2 separate regions of the Gossypium hirsutum genome follow, and region 1 is linked to region 2. A link is a contact called in public Hi-C data. All regions are on one chromosome and are shown on one strand. Each heading gives the region's core, a stretch centred on a gene start, on an enhancer-like site or on the middle of the called end of the contact. The rest is flanking DNA. Distances are from core to core; before and after follow the strand shown.

Region 1 (4,645 bases), core at 53-2,552, 300 kb before region 2:
AAATGTTGTGTATAGGTTGACATCAAAATGGGTGAGAAAAGTGGCCATGAAATGGCCTATTTTCATCCACACAGGTAGAGACACGGGCGTGTCTCAGCCGTGTTTGAAACACGACCTAACACATGGCGTGAGTTCCCGCCGTGTGTCCCCTACATCTTTAAAATTGAGAAACAAAATGTCCAGGTTTTTGCACACGGTCTAGCACATGGGCGTGTGGTTTGGCTATGTGACCCGTGCACCTTAATTCTACAAGTTAGTATGTTCACATGGCCTAGCACACTGGCGTGTGGCTTGGCCGTGTGACCCAAGTTAGAGAGTTACACGAGCTGGGACACGATTGTGTGCCTCACATCAAAGGCCCACACGGCCTAAGACACATGCCATCACTGACAATGGATAAGGGTTAAGGGTGTTACATACCATCACTGAATAATAATATGACATTTCATCGTTAAATAAAATAAAAAAATAATTGAAGACTTATAAATAAACACGAATAACTTTATCTAAACATTATTAAATAATTAATTATAAATAAATACTAACACTCTAAATCGAAGACCTTAAACCTTATACACGAGACTCTAAATCTTAATCCCTTAAATTCAAGATCTTAAATTTGAGAGTTATTAATATTTATTTATAATAATTATATTTAATATTTAATTATATTTAAATAAAATTATTAGTATTTATTTATATATTTTATATTTTTATTTAATTTACTGATAATGTATTATATTATTTATTGATGGTGAACACTTACGTCAAACAGTTTTGCGTAGATATTAACAATCTTTTCTATTTTCCATGTTAATGTCAAGTAAAGTTGAAATTTGTAACTCAAATTAAAAGTGTTCAAACGGTTAATCGAATATTTTTAATCATTTAACAATTAACTGAATTAAAAAAATTTAAAATAAAATTAACCGAACCGAAATATTTCGGTTAATTCGGTCGGTTAACCGAATTAACCGAAATTTATATGTTTTTATTTTTTTAATTAAAATAAGTATAAAACATATAAAAATATATATTCATTTAACTGAATTAACCAAATTAAAACTACATATAATTTGTATTATTAATTATTAAATTTGGTTAATTCAATTAATTTGATTAATTACCCGATTTCGAATTGAATTATCCAATAACCAAAATTTAAAAAAATTATTAACCGACTTCCAACCGAATTAAAATAATTAACAAACTAATTAACTAAATTAAATTAATTCAATTGATTAATTCAATCTTTACCGAAATTTACTCAAACCCACCATTCATGAAAGGTTAGCGTATAGCACATGCTTCGCATTTGTGCTTTCGAGTCTCTTCCCATGGCGTCGCCATGTGACCTGTTGCCTTTGGGTCTCAGTCCACGCCTACAAAAAGGAAAAGCCCACCCGGCCTGCATGTACCCAGTTACTCTATGCCACGTCTCATACACTTTCTATCTATCTATTTTATTTTCAGATGAAACCAGAAGAGGTTTTCCCGCGCTTTCCCTCCTAGAAGACGGAGGAAGCCAGCAAAAAATGGAGGCATGGGTTCCGTTGTTCGACATTTTCATGAATAGCCCTACACCTGAAATCGAAGCATCTCTTTGGCTGCAACAATGTTTCAATGCGACAACATTATCATCTTCAACAACAACTCCAATCACCGCAAGCTCTTTCCTTTCTTTGCTTACCAAACCCTGCAATCTCTTTGTCGATGACTCATCTTTTTCTTCACCTCTCACACCAAAAAGGTAAACCCATAAACTTAAGGCAGGAAAGAAACTTTCTTTGTTTTTTTCTTTTCAGATTTAGTGACTGATGAGTTTGATATATTTTTTTTATTTTGCTTAAGGATAATGTTTATAGAGACTCTACCAGGTATGGTTCAGTCAAGGGTACTTTCATTTCTTGCTTTGGAGAATGAGAGGTTTAATGGGAAGGAATTATCTAAGCTCGCACGCAGTTTGTTGACTGAAAGTCAAGGGCTTGATTTTTGGGTCAAGAAAGCAGCACGGGATCTGCTCGACAGAGTGTCTGAACCAAATCATGTTAATAAGTGGATTTCTGGTTTTAGTCTGGAATCTGGCGAAGAAGTAGTCGGCCAAGAGTTTGAGTCCTTACCGGATTGGCTCAAGGACGTGGCTGCTGGTAATGATCCACTTCTCTATTGGCTTCCTTTATCTGCAGCTGATTGTGGTCCTCGTTTTTATGATGATAGCTTGGAAAATGATGAGAGTTTGTTCAGTCAAGTTGAGGAAAATGGAGAAAATGGTTTGAAAGAAGTTGGGGACGAAATTGAGATGGATCGGGTTCTGAATGTGCCTTTAGAACCTGAAATTGAAAATATGGCTGCTAGTTTGAGAGACAGGGTTATAAACTTAGAATCTAGTTTCAAAGCTGTAGCATTAGCAAATGAAATTCGTGAACTTTGCTTGGATAAAGGAATGGATCCTTTTCAAGTTCTGTGTCTGATTGAGCCTTGGAAAGCCGAGGATGAGGCTGCTTCGGTGCTAATTTCTCATCTTTCAAGTGGGGATGAAGATGAGCTTGCTTGGCCAAGTCAGGTTCTCTGCTCAATTGTGCTTCCTAAGTTCTTGGTTCTAGAAGAGCCAGCCTCACGTCTGCTACTGACTTCAACGATTGAGTACTGCAAGCTCCATCAGAGGGCTGCGGTGCACGCATTATTGTTTCCACTTGTACTACGAAAGGAAGGTATCAATAACCCCATCTGTGATGTGATTACTAGGATTCTGAGGGAATGCCTGCACCTGGTTCATGTTTCTGCCTTCTGCCAGACACTTCTTTGCGGAGTTGAGGAGGAGAGGAGATTCATTTTACTCCCATGTCATGAATACCATGTCTCGAAGGAATTGGTATGGACGGATTCATTGTTTAACCTCTTACACAACATTTTAAATCATAATGTTCATTTAACTCAGGAGTCAGCTGATCGTCTTGTGTACCATGTTAGGAACATAGCCGAAAGATTTTCCAAATCTTTGAAATTTGGAAACTTCGTGTTATGTCTGGTCACTAAATGTTCTTCACAACTTAATTCACATAAGAACGTACTGACTGAAGCGGTTGAGTCCACGAATACTCTTGTTACGAAATCCATTTTATTAAGAATAGCTAGCTTATAATTATTGTGTTTAATCTCTCTTTTTAATGTTTATTCTAGCTGAAATTTGAAATATTGATCGATACAAGCTGAACTTTTCTAATAGTATGTATAGATATAATTATTAGTTCATGAACTTTCTTTATAATTTGTAGTATATATCTTAATGGCTTGTTTGGCGTACTGATACATCTATCATTATTAAACTGCAATGGTGCTGACATCTAGAAAACTGCTTGAAATGAGAAAAACCAAAGAATGAAGCATTGGTTTATGTTTTCTTCTTCTAATGGAATTATAAAACCAGAATCTTCTTTTCTTGCAGGAGAAAAAGAAAGTAATAGCATGTTCTAATGTAGGAAACATAGTAACAAAACACAAAATATAAACCACTTTTGAGCAGTACAGTGTAAGCCCAGGTATTTGATAGTTTTAGACATGGAGATTATGATGCCTATTAGCCATTGTCTTGGTGGAAATAATAGAATCAGCAGCAGGATGGAAAGTCTGCAATTCCTTTATTTTCTGCTATGCAGAACACTTTTATACCTTCCATTGCTCAATGCCTCCACTTGGTCAGAGAGAGTGGTGGTGTTGGATGGAGGACTGTTTATCTGTTCTCAATCTTTCAGGAATTCAAGGCTAGGGACCTGGTCATAGTGCAGCATGAGTACCACTACCATCCCTCCCCCGTTGATGTGCCTCTAATAAGCTCTCCCGTCCTGATCCTTACGTCTAGGGGTGACCATTCAATCGAACTGAATCGAATGAAGAAATTTTGAGTTAATCGAGTTGAAGAATCTTATTCTATTATTCTAACTCGATTTAAAATTTTCTCGAATCGAGTTGAATGAGATAGGATTCAAATCGAATCAAACATATTTGTTTGAGTTAAATTAAAAAAATGACTATGGTCCTTATGGCTACTATCATCTACCGTAATCAAATTTGCCCATTGTGATCAAATTTGTTATTAACTTTAATCCTTTTATAATTTGTTTATTAATATTTTATATACAGGTTTGCGATTTTTTAATAAAAATTATTTTAAAAATAATGTGAAATTGAAACCAATAGAAAATTTTAACACGAATATTTGATGGCATCATCAATAATTCAATTTTATGAGAAATTGATAAAGATTTAGTATGATTGAACAAAATAAATATTACAAAATGTGAAATTAATTCAACAATATAAATATAAATAGTAGACATAAATTTGGGAAAAAAAATTTGGGGCTTAGAAGGAAGTAAAAGTTTAGGGAAAAACAAAAGGAAAAAAATTTTGGGGAGATTGGGAGAAGTAAAAGTTTTTGGGAAAAACTAAAAGGAAAAAAAAGTTTGGGGGTTTGTGGGGAAGTAAAATTGTTGAGCTAAAAGTAAAAGGGTTTGGGAGAAAGAAAGTTTAACTCGATTTGAACTCAAAAAAAAATCGAATTGATTTAACTAACTCATTTAACTTAATTAATTCAATTCAAACAATTGTGAATTTTATTTTATTTTTTTGAGTAGAATCGGATTTT
Region 2 (5,230 bases), core at 1,959-4,458:
CTCAACTTCTGAGCAAAATTCTCGGTCACCTTGAGAACTAGCCAACTTATGTAGCTTCACAGCTATCACCTGACCATCTGGTAAGATCCCTCTATGAACAGAACCAAATCCACCTTCAGCCAAGAAATTCGATTGTGAAAAGCCATTTGTAGCATGTTCTAGTTCAGCATAAGTGAACCACCTTGGAGGGTGCCCAAACACAGGAGCTTTGTGCTGACATATTGAACATAATGGAGGAGGTCCAGGAGGAGCATTTCTTGACAGTGAGATAGCTTCCCTCACACTTTTGCTGACCTTCAGATCAAGCCTATAATTAAGGACCCCAACATCAGGTTCTCTGTTCAATGTAGATAATTTCTCCAACAAAATGTTATATGTTGAAGTAAGCGATGAATCATTCAGTCTCTGTAAATCCTTCCCAAGATGCTTAGAGTCAGCGCTAGAATTACAAATGTCAGATATCCATGGAGGGAAATAAGATCTTGTTTTAGGAGGATCTAGCTCACAGTCAGTGTCTGAATCAGATTCGAACAGATTTTGGCTTTCCTCAGTAATAAATGAATACTCTTTCTTCAAACTCTCATATAACGCAGGGAGGATCAACGGTGAGGCCCCTGGATCAGAGCCTGATATTGATGAAGTTCCAATATCAGTAGCAGTCAGGGATGATTCACGCTCAGGACTACTGACTGGAGTCACAAATGGCCCTTTTGTTTCCTCTAACAAGTCATGCTTGCTTTTCTTACGTTTAGGATATGTTTCGGATTCAAATGATAATGGCCAAGCCAATTGAGGTGCCATGTTTGGTGATCCAACCAAATTCAATCGAAGAACCTTTGGCTGAGATCGCTTCATGACCACAAGATTGCATTGCAGCTCGTCCAGGCAGTGTTTCTTCTCATGTTTTAAGTGTCTGTGCAAGGATTCAAAAGCAATAATAACCATAATTAATTGAACAAAATAGAAGAGTTAAAAGGAAACTGAAGTAAACGAAGAACTTATTGAAATGAGAATGCGTCCACTACACAAATGAGTTAACTAAGACCTTGTGTAATTTGCACAGTCACCCTAGCTACAAGCATGCCTTAAGCTAACAAAATGTGATACATCATGCAAGAGAACAAAGTTTACATTGTATATATTACTTGTCCAATATGACCCAGTTGGATTGGGCTTTCTTGGCTTCAGTTGCGACTATTCCATATGGTGATCCAGGAACAATTTTTATCCTCACTTTTACCTGCAAGCATAACTTCAAAATTCAATTCCAGGAACAAAAAATGTACTAACTAAAGAAACATTAGAAAATAATAAATCCACAAACCTTGTCGGGGTCATAAACATCTTTTAACTGGAAAATCATTTGGGAGCATGAATCTGCAATATCTTGTTTTGCATCTGAATTAGCTCCTGAGGCTGAGAGAGACTTCCAATGACCAGTGGCACAATCACTGGTAAATCTTGAAATACCCCATATCCTTCTACCTGAGAATCAGTGAAGTTATAAACAGCAAATAGTTTGAAGTGAATAAAGCAGCAGAATGCTTAAAACCTCATTTGATATATAACTGAACCTGATAATTGCATATTAGGATGATAAGAAATTTCAATGAACATTATCTTAGCCTAGGCTTTGAGCATTTCGACCTGATAATAGATCAATTAGTTTCGATAACGTTCTTTGTTAGTCACCATTTATAATCTGTAAAGCGACTGTATCAAACATAGAATGAAGAAGCTGAGATTAGCAGTTATGAACCAACCAACAGCCAATGTTCAACAAAGGATTAAAGGAACATTCTGCAATTTCACCACAAGCTCACTATCATTTACTCATACTAAGTGACGTTAAAAAGCATCATTAACTTCAGAAACATAAAGAATTTCATTTTCCACTTCAACATGTACATAGGTAAAGAACAAGGACAAAATAAGTTCCTCCAAAACTTTTCTTCCTATTGGATAAAAAGGCAACAAATTTTGTTGCAATGACTGCATCTTGCCACTTGTAAGACTTCAAGGTTTCAAGATCCAAACCTGCCAACCAGGCAAAATCTCTATACGCCGACTAATTACATTTTATGCTTTAGATCATCTAGTGATAATTCTTTCCTTAAACATAAGCAAGTGGTGTAGAAGTAGAACATATTAGTTATCAAACATATGAAAAGCAGAACCCAATGTGCTCAATGATTTTATCATCATACAAAAAGTAAAGAGAAAACAAATAAAAGTGAAAAATGTGTTTAAGAGGGAAAAGTTAAGTTACTTGAGGAGTGGACAGGAATAACTACGAGCAGCTTAATGCAATCCCCAGGCTGGGCAACATGAGTCAAAGCCCAGACCAGAGCAGTCCTTGGGATCTCCCTTGCTGCTTTAACAGCCACCACCACTACTTTATTAGCCAAATCTGAGCTACCCTTCTGTTTCATCTCCAAAGCCAAGCTAGAAACTAAACCCCTAAACACCTTCCACACACCCCATAATCAAAATCCACCCACCCCCCTTTCTCCATCATAAACAAAACTCTCGATCAAAAAAGACTGTATTTTTCCCTGATTCACAATACCCGAGATGCCCTTTTTTTTTTTTACCCCCTCTTTGAAGTGCTCGGCAGAAAAGCTTGATTTGAAAAAAGAGGGAGTAGCAGACAGGGACGTGCACTTCAAGGTAACTTTATCAAATCAAGTAATAAGCTCTTTCTCATAAAAAGGACGTGTCAAAAACTCTAGTTACCAAGCTGCAAAACCCCTCTTTCTCTCTTTCTCTCTCTGTATTAAAAGACAGCTTTGCCTGGTTTGGATGCAATAAAGGAACTTGTATCCGTTATTGTAACTTGTAAGAACAAGGTCAGCTTTCTTTCACAGAAACTGAGGCTGCCTTTTCTTTAAGATCATGTAAACTGCGTGAGCTTTCTTTACAAAAAGAAAAACGATTCTTGTGCTACAAAAGCGGTTGGCCTAATTTTAGAAGCTTTTCTTTTGTTTGTCTTGTCAACTTTGTTAATGTTCATACATATATATCCTCCAGCTTTCTACAAAATTACAACAAAGCTTAATAGGCAATTATATATTAATATATTATCATATAATTAACAGGCGACAAAAAGAAAACAGGGCATGGTTAAAGATAAGACGACAATTTAGTACCAAACCACATGTAATTATGTAAGTAATCAGTTGCATGATTGGAGGAAAGCTTTTTCTTACCCCCTTTTTTTATCTCCCTTAATCTGGACTTTTATAAGCTATGAAAGTTGAGAGTTGGTAATGGAGGGAAGCTAATTGTGTACAGTTTTCAATCTGTTTACTAGTGTTTGGTCATGTGGCTTACCTTCCATTTTGTTTTAACACTAAAATATTTCTTATGAAAAGCAACAAAAATGTACTTTAAGATCTTGGGGTTTCCTATTTCTTGCACATTGAAGTTATCATTATTTGATCTACAGTTTTTTTTAAGGCAACTGTCTCTTGGGACTTGAGACAGTAATCAATTATTTTCTGTCTTAAAAATATACACAGATAAAGTACAGCTTCTTTTTTTTAAAATGTGGCACTTAAATTAGTGCAGGAACATCAATTAAATTTTCTTTTGTTTTGTGTAGTTCTAATACGACACAGCATGGCAGATTAGTAGTGTGGTAGGACATAATATATGAACCCTACATACTGACAAATGAAGACAAAGAGCTTGTGGTAGGTCATGGCAACATCAATTAGCAACTTGATGCCATTTGAATTCAAAGGAATTGTCAATTTGTAGACAGCAAAACTTCAGCTTATAGTTTTATCTCTCTTCTAGAAATGAATGTCGATGATTTGTAATAATTGAATAATCGAATTAGTGATTAAATCAATAAAATAATTATTAAATAATTAATTAAATTTCATAATAAAAAAATTAAAATTATAGAACCACTTGTAAGAGAACATATTCAAAAGGTCTATGATCCCAACATTTTTAATTTTTCGTATGTCCTCCTTTGCACCGAAAAATTGAAGGACAAATAGTCAACCAGAGATCTACAATTGAAAAGAAAAAATGCAACACAGCTAAATTCAATGGGATATTACATGACAGTTTACAGCAGATAGGGTGTAGTTAATGGTGAAGATAATTTATATCAAGGACTGTAATTTCACATGCAAACATTGATTTCTGGTAGTATAAACTATGAAGAAATGAAGCAAATAAATTGAGAGGTAGGTTAGAATTTGGCATCCAAAAAGCTCCCAATTATATCATTCTTTTTGAAAAGTGGGACCTAAAGTTAGATAGCTAGACGCAATGGATGACTACCTTTACTAAAGATAAATAATAATGAAAGAGAAACTTTAAGATATTCCCTCATCTTTTTTTATACAAAGCTTTGCTCCAAATCTGTTCTTCTACAAACAGGAAAAGAATCAAAATTTAAAGACAAATATATATATATATTCTAATTCACTCAATGAAACTTTTTGAGATCATCAACTTAAACAACTTTGGTGCTAAATGATTTAGCTTTTGACAATGAATGCAGGAAATAAAAGACAATCTTAATTTCACAATCACATAACAAGGTTACAAACGTATATGGATTGTTGGCTGCAACAGTTAAAACAATGATGAAGATGCTTTCTTTTTATCTTTTGCTTGCTAAGCTAGATTCTGTTTTGGCAGGAAGCATATTTGTATGTTAAATAGTTTTGTTACTTTGGATAAACATTCACACAAATCCCCCAAATGTTAATGCATTTATGAACAACAACAGTGATTATGCACCAACATATTGTTGAACTTGTAAGTTGATATTTCCATTTGCCAAGCTAAGATTTAGCCCTAAATGGTTAAGGTTCTTGAGCTTGAGTTTGGCAAAGCCAAGGAGAACTTTTTTATACTAGCGGTTGTGGTAAAGGTAAAGTCAGTCACCACTTATTACTGTGTCCAAACTACAATCAACTTTCATCGTAATATTTGATTTTTTGCATACAGAAAAACCAGGGCGTGTTTAAGAAATTCTAAATTAAGAAACCATTGCTGTGGTAATTAAGACTTATAAAGGGAAATAAGGCAGATAACTATAGGGATAAATACTAAAATTATACATCAATTTTAATATAATTTGGAATGTTATATATTAACTTTAATTTAGTGCATTTGTATACATCACACTTTAATTTTGATTCAATTTTCACATTTTACTAACTCCGTTATCTATGTAATACAATTTTCCATTAAGCCATGTGAA

What was found. Hi-C and Micro-C count contacts between places; a contact is called where the count stands out from the background.
Region 1: a Hi-C map of leaf shows a contact between it and region 2, with 2.0 times the contacts expected there. The contact joins the promoter of LOC107887259 here to the promoter of LOC107962761 in region 2. A contact is called at or near these places in 4 of 34 Hi-C or Micro-C datasets (all in leaf).

What each region holds. Positions count from the first base shown.
Region 1 is chrA06:17,734,079-17,738,723 of Gossypium_hirsutum_v2.1, reverse strand. LOC107887259 reads left to right here and starts at 1,302. Exons shown (of 2, transcript XM_016811449.2): 1 at 1,302-1,750; 2 at 1,852-3,155. The coding sequence starts at 1,305. The coding sequence ends at 3,142.
Region 2 is chrA06:17,436,739-17,441,968 of Gossypium_hirsutum_v2.1, reverse strand. LOC107962761 (inactive protein kinase SELMODRAFT_444075) reads right to left here and starts at 3,208. Exons shown (of 9, transcript XM_016899260.2): 1 at 2,270-3,208; 2 at 1,325-1,485; 3 at 1,146-1,240; 4 at 1-913. The coding sequence starts at 2,432.